2 separate regions of the Capsicum annuum genome follow, and region 2 is linked to region 1. Evidence: chromatin contacts called from public Hi-C data. All regions are on one chromosome and are shown on one strand. The core of a region is the stretch at or near the end of the contact, and the rest is flanking DNA. Distances in the headings are between cores, read along the strand shown.

Region 1 (3,594 bases), core at 516-3,015:
ATCATACGCCCATAGCCCGAAAACATTGAGTTCAACTGGGTCCATGTCTGGATACTCTTCACGGAATCTCTTTCTCCATCTCTTTGTGAAATTGCTAAGCTCATTTGATCTTGGAATATAAGGTTTTATACCAAGAACACCTTGCATTGATGACTCAATCACTGAATGATCTACCGAGTCTAGAAGACTCGTTAGCACATCTGTAATGATCCATGCATATCCGCTGCTCATCATCCCGGCTTCTTTGGCCTTGAGGAAAAGGCGTGAGGCAAGATACAGTTGCAAGTGCACGACAAACACCCTGGTCTGCTTTGTGTTCAGATTGTATAACTCCTTGAGGATTTGATCATCATTTGCTGAAGGAGAAATAACACTTCTATAGGAGACCTTAGTGTTGACTTCCAATAAGGCATCAGTCAGATGTGGAAGTATCCCGGTTCCAAAGGGGCTATCCTCGTAGATGATTACAACCTCCCTCCAATCGTAATATTTAACAATTGCTGCAATGGCTTTAGTCTGGCTGGAAGAAGGAAGTGCTCCTCTGATGAAGTAGGGATTTTCCTTGACTGAAAGTGAAGGACTTGTTGCTGGAGAAATGACAGGGACTTTTACTCTGTTCCCCAAGTCAATGACAAAATCAGTTTGTGTAGACATTTGTGGCCCAAAGATAGCTTGCACTTGGACATCCTTTAGCAAGTATATGGCTGCACATACACAATCAAACTGTAAGAAAGTATCTGAAAATCACTTTCAAAATAGGAAAAACAATATCTTAGAGAAAAAGAGAATATCTTGTGCAAGTAGGGCATGAATGACTGACTAACAGAGTAGGTCTAACTCGTGAAACAAAGAGAGTAAGACATGCTAGTTTAACAGAAGTAAATCACGGAACTGAATTTACCAGCGGATGCTGCTTCAACATCATCTTTCTTGGAATTCCTCAAGTGAGGGACTATTCTAATGGCACTGCGATTAGCGGAGGCACGGTAATCTTCAAGTGCTAGTAGAATACACGTGTGCATTACTTTTGCCACATCTGTTTCCAGATCAAGAATTATTCCCACGTCCACTTTTACAACACTAGTTTTATTATCTTCACCTCTTATTGGCATTACGCAGTGGTAAAAGCTAATGATGGAGACAAACTGAATGAAAAGAATTACGAAGTGGCATCTTGGACTTCTCATTTTGAGAAATATGGACAAGTAATTTGAGAGCTGAGCAAGAAGTAGTTGTGTTTGTGCAAGTAACCACCTTTCAGAGATGTGTCTAAAGTTCTCTAAACTGTGTGGCTCTAAATATATTGCTTCAGTACAGGGAACTTCATAACCTTCGACCAGTAAATACTAAGACCAAGCCCCATAAATGCAGACAGAGAAGTCAAAGATGAAGTTTCAATGAACTAACAGTTGAAAATATGTCGTTTGGTTATTGAGACTGACTAAATGAACTCAGAGACAAAATTGATTTAGTTGACTTATTTCCCCAATCCTAAGTCCTTTTTAATCCATTTAACGCTGACTATCACTGTGAAAGTCCAGAAATAGCTCAACTTAGACTATGTCAGTAATAACTTTCCTTGCGCACCACAACAAACACACCAACAACCACCTCTCCGATTGGCGAAAGCAGTTAACATCAACGGTTAGGTTTTGAGATGATTATATATATATATGTTGGTGTCAATGCCATTGGCTCATTGTAATTGTTAATGCAAGAGGAAGCTGCTTGGGAATTTACCTATGATATCGAATTGAACATATTGCATTACTACTGCTTGTCTTCCACGCAGTAGTAGGTCATAAAATCTTTAATTACTCATGATCCATAACTAAGGGGTGTTCATGGGTCAGTTTGGGTTGGTTATTGGTCAAAATCATAACCAAACCAACTTAGTCGGTTTTAAAATTTCTAAAACCAAACCAAATCAAATAAAAAAATAACCATCGGTTTGGTTCTTGTCGGTTTAGTTCGGTTTGATTTGATTTTTTCGGTTTATAACTTTAGCTAATGATAAAAGTTGAAAATTTAAAAAACAAATCACTGAGTATTGTATCTCAACCTTGAAACTATGATGTCAATTGAGTATTATACTTCGGCAAAGCCATGACAACACCATATGAACACTTCTAAGAAAATATTTAAAAACAATATTTAACAGAATGATATGATAAACCCCCAAAAGGTGAACACATAAACTTCTTGCTCATCAAGGTTAAAAAAGAAAGTTAAAAATAGTGATTGTCTATAGTCTAATGAATCTCAACTCTCTCAGCTGTAAATTTCAATATGCAACAAGATATTATTTTCACAATTAGTATCATTTGTCATTCAAAATGCGAAATTCATTTAGAATCTCATAGGGTACTGTCAACTGGATGAAGACATATGACTGAATGTGTTACGACTAAAGTTAAATCATGATTAAAATATAAAATGTAACAAATATTTAGATTGTATTTATGAATAATATATAAATAATTGTAATATATAACCAAATTAGTATCGGTTTTTTTAAATTCAAAACCAAACCAAATCAAACCTAACCAAATATCGGTTTTTTTAATCGGTTTGATTTGGATCGCGATTTGATTTGGTTAAAAATCAAACCGTGAACACCCCTATCCATAACTATGACCTTTATTTTTTTGATGAAAGATCTATAATTGTAGTCTTTATCTGTGGTTGATTTCTTATCTCCTAGCACCTGCATTATAAATTCAGTACTACTAATTATCTGTTGCCCATTCACATATTGTATTGTCACGACCCGAACTGGGCCCTGTCCGTGACAAGTATTTCGAACCATGAGGCCTGAAACACCCCTATCTATCTGGTAATTATGTACACAATTTATATGATAAAAGAAATGCGGAAGATACACAATATAACGGAAACATGTTCCAGAATCATGCGAAAGTAATAATGGGGAATAATGTCCCATAATCTCAACACAACATCTCTATAACGTCTGCGAAATCTTATCTGAAAACTAGGACAAAGCCCCCAGTAAACCCAAAACTAATAAATGATAAATTAAACTGCAGATATCAGGCCTTCTGAAATATAGAAGACTCGCCACTTGATTCTGCGATTTGTCGGAAGGAATCTATTGGTTGTCTGGACCCCTAGACTGTTCCTCCGAACCTGGGAGGAGAGAGGGTCTATACAAAAGTACTGGTACGCAGAGAAATCAAAACAGAAATATAATATTTTTACACAATATAGGTGAGAGCCATTATAAAGCAGTTTCATATCAAGTTATTTGAAAACACATGGGCATAATGTAATAGTTTTCAATACCGATGTAATACGATTGAGCTAGGTGGAATACCCTACAATTGTAATTCCACGGCTATGTGGAATCCACCTCTGGTGCTTGGCGGCCAAGCCTCTAATCCAAGTAGCCGCCAGAATTTGGAGCCGATATACCCCTCATGTGAGTACACCGCAAGGAATCCCCCAATGTGAGATGTCCCAATTATTTTATTATCCTCCCATGTAGGATACAATATCATATGACCCACATCGGCAACTACGGTTTTCAGCGATGAGTCCTTTCACTCAAACGCCTTCTTCAGGCATCCACCTTTC
Region 2 (3,861 bases), core at 132-2,631, 59 kb after region 1:
TGTTCGGATGAACACCCTCTCGCCCCTCTAGACCGACCCTGCTTCTACGGTACTAGGTTCGAATACAAAAAGGAATAATTTGAAGTTCTTGACATAGATGTGTTTCCACTAGACAGCTAAGCAGAGCTTCACAATAAATTTTCTATTTGTGATTTCCATTTCTCCAATTTTGACTAGCAGGTTTTGTTCAATAGCTAATTCAGGCATCCTTTGCAGGTACCTACATGAAGCTTGTTCTCCATCTTTAGTTCATAAAAATATCAAATCTGAAAATATTTTACTTGATGCTGATCTCAATCCTCATCTATCAGACAGTGGGTTGGCAAACCTTATGGCTGATGTAGATCAGGTAATGCTTTGTGTTTTGCCTTCCTCTAAAGTGTTCTGTGGGATTGTTTTGAAAAATGTTATCATGCATATGCAACTCAGTTTCACATTAGACAAAATAGGCATAACTAAAGTAATATATCAGGGAGTCAATTTAATGTTTTAGATGAATGTCATGGTGAAGTGAAGAAAAATTATAAGAGACCATAAAGCAAAATGCGAGTAAATTTCACCGATGATCATTCGGCTTCATGTACATGACATAAAAGTCACTTTTCTATTTTTTGTTACATAAAAGTCGTTAAACTTAAAGGTTATCACATAGAAATTACTTTTCTACTTTATATCACATAAAAGTCATCAACTTTAAAGTGCCTCACACAAATATCATTTTTTTAGTTTTTTGGCAACATAAAGTCATCCAATTTTGCTGAGTTTTTATCTTTTGCATTGGAAATATGGCAAATCACTTCAAACTAGCTAGTTAGCTCAACATCAGTATTTTCTGAATGGCTTCAACTGGGATTTTTTTTGTCTCCCTATAGGGATTGAACCATAATATAGAATCTGGATATGGCGCACCCGAGGCTGCAATATCTGGAAAATGTACTACCAAGAGTGATGTATACAGCTTTGGAGTTGTTATGTTGGAACTTTTCTCTGGACGAAAACCTTTCGATCGGTAAGTTTATTATATTTAAGCACCAATATATGATTATATTTCAAACCTAAGTCTGTTGGAAACAAAGAAAAAGAGATTTTAGACAACTTTTTATTATTATAATAAAATGTGTGTGGTCTTCTCATACTCAGCTCAAGACCAAGATCTGAACAGTCTTTAGTTAGATGGGCTACCCCTCAGCTCCATGATATTGATGCCTTGGAAAAGATGGTCGATCCATCGCTCACTGGACTCTACTCTATAAAATCTTTGTCCCGGTTTGCTGATGTTATTGCTCTCTGTGTTCAGGTATACTCCCTCTGTTTTTTAATTTACTTGAATCAATTTAACTTCAAATCATTAATCTGATATATGCCATGTATTCAATTTACAACAACGTTAACACTCCCTTAGACCACGCTCACTAGCTCAATGTTTGTGTATGTTGTCAGCCTGAGCCTGAGTTCCGGCCACCTATGTCTGAAGTGGTTCAAGCATTAGTCAGACTAGTGCAACGAGCAAACATGAGCAAGAGGTTACACAGTGATGATCAGGACTGAATGGACGAAGAGATGTTCAGGACCTGCTGACTTGTTCAACAAATAGTTCTCGTAAACTGTTTGATGTTTATGGAGACCCAGAATATCTTTTTCTGTAGAGTGTATTCAATTAAATACCATATGCACAATATATATATTGTCTGATCTGCTATTCATACACAAATTCTCTCTATTTACGCAGAACCTTATTACCACATATATGAATGTATACCATCGTTTGTACTATGTTCCCTGATATTGTTAGCTACGGGAGACCAGTTGACATATAAACGACTTCGATTGACAGTTGAGATATAAACGGATTTGGGTTGATAATATGACAAAAATTACAGTTTCACATTTGCATATCGAATGACATTTGAGAAAGACTCTTTTAAGTGTGTGTTATTTATACTCAACAAACCAAGCAGTTCTGCACCTGTACTATTACCTTCTGGCAAAGGTTCATTCATTAATTGGTTTGAGAGGGAGAGGGGGGGACTCCGGCTAATTGATGTCGGGAGGCAGTGATCTATGATATTTAACAATTTATAACACCACTAAGAACGCGTGTGAAACTTCATATTGGTTAACACCCGGGAAAATAGTGCTGCTTGCAAAATTGAAGACAAGCAGAAGATAGAAGAAGGCAGGTTAGGACACAAACACTACTTAATGTTAGAACGATACAACAGCCCTACTTTGCCAATAAGATGCCTCCCTTGACAAACAAAAGCACCGACATCAGGCATTTCAATGCAGAAGTCGGTCCTGCATCTTTCTTGGCAACAATCAGAAGCACCGAGAGATAAATAAACATGTAATAAAATCTTAGCGGACAGCATAAATCATCAAATTGAGCACACAGGATAACTAAATGGCAAATATAGCAATCTCAACATAATCATCAAATTGAGTACAAAGGATAACTGAAGGGCAAATATAGCAATGTCACTCCATTCCTGCCAACGCTTGATTGTTTGTACCAAAAAAAACGTAGTCCAAATTAATTGTAGACCATGTACTTTGGTGTTGCACTGAATTTCTGATATCCTTTAATGACCTTATTCACGGCATCTAAAAAGTCTTTCTCTGTAACAGTCTTCCTCCTTGCTCGAATAGCATACATTCCAGCCTCCGTGCACACACTTCTTATGTCGGCTCCTGGAATAAATAAAAACAATGAAAAGGTCAAAATACATCTCATTACTACAATATTTGGAAAATTTAAGCGATTCATATGAGTGAAATTATACTTGTCCAAAAATAAATGTAAGTGAACGTATCAGTTATCACTTCTCTTTACACGAAAGTTAACCTTCTCTAGACCTCCATATTTGCCACCATCACTTCATCATATTGTTGAAATGCCATAAAGTCAGCAAAAGCAGCTAAACTTATTCACTCTTCAAGACAACCAACTTAATTGAAGTATCCTCTTCTTCCAAACTTCTCCTCAGGGTGATGCTACCTTAACTTTGGGTTTAACGAGTCAATGGACAAGCTCAAGGAGATCCCATTTCGTAAATACTCACCCTAAATTACTGTTGATATAAACCCATCCAACATTGTGGATACCAAACCAAGTAATCTAAGTTCTCCCATCACATTATATATGTAAAACAGCATAACAGCATAATCAGTGTCCCACAAAGTGGGATCTGGGGACAGTAGTGTACCCCTACATCAGATCCTCGGCTCAAGGACACCACATTATGTATGTAAACCCCAATATTCATTTCAACAGCACAATTCAAGATTACATTAATAGACTACCTTAGAACAGATCCGAGTTTTTTTTTTGTTAAATTTGTACATGTTCAAGTTCTGTCAAGAAACAAAAAAGTCCGCGACATGGAACAAAAGTAAAGTTGGATTCACAATGTAACAAGAAAATTTGGAATGAGAATAATGATGGGCGCCTTCACTGTCATGCTATGCACAGGATACAAGCCCATATACCCAAGCAACTCCTGATTGAGACTACCAAAGGACAATACTCATTACTCCTTCCTCTCATTTTGACTCGGCACAACAATTAAGATGTATATTGTGCAGTGTTCAACAAGGAAACTTGTGGAAGCTGCAAGTTACTGTTATACTTCTCAAGAATGGGAAAAAAAGCAAAGTTACACTTGAAGAGAATGGCACATCTTAAATTTGAATTCTGCTTATACTTGTTGTAGTAGTAAACAAAATTTAAAGTTGTTGAACTATGTTTGGTAAATAAAACATCAGGGTTAGAATTTAAATTCTCGGAACTTGAGAAATCATTTAGAATTGAATAATTTCTGAAATGCGTAGAAATTTTTGAGAGATTCAAAAGCTAAAAAG

Evidence for each region. A called contact is a pair of places that touch in the nucleus more often than the background predicts.
Region 2: a Hi-C map of leaf shows a contact between it and region 1, with 2.0 times the contacts expected there. The contact joins the enhancer-like site here to the promoter of LOC107855895 in region 1. A contact is called at or near these places in 2 of 5 Hi-C or Micro-C datasets (bud and leaf).

What each region holds. Positions count from the first base shown.
Region 1 is chr6:195,644,572-195,648,165 of UCD10Xv1.1, forward strand. It overlaps LOC107855895 (glutamate receptor 2.9), which reads right to left and starts at 1,766. Exons shown (of 5, transcript XM_016700907.2): 1 at 902-1,766; 2 at 1-704. The coding sequence starts at 1,187.
Region 2 is chr6:195,704,455-195,708,315 of UCD10Xv1.1, forward strand. LOC107855892 (protein STRUBBELIG-RECEPTOR FAMILY 6) reads left to right here. Exons shown (of 16, transcript XM_016700903.2): 13 at 217-349; 14 at 873-1,009; 15 at 1,141-1,297; 16 at 1,441-1,720. The coding sequence ends at 1,548. LOC107855846 (26S proteasome regulatory subunit 7 homolog A) reads right to left here. Exons shown (of 10, transcript XM_016700852.2): 10 at 2,374-2,691. The coding sequence ends at 2,534. Among protein-coding and RNA genes, the nearest start is that of LOC107855846, 7.0 kb to the right of the region's middle. Within about 2 kb of position 1,382, at least 4 of the 5 cell types and tissues checked have an H3K27ac peak or open chromatin away from gene starts, as enhancers often do. A contact at or near this core is called in bud and leaf, where this site is marked.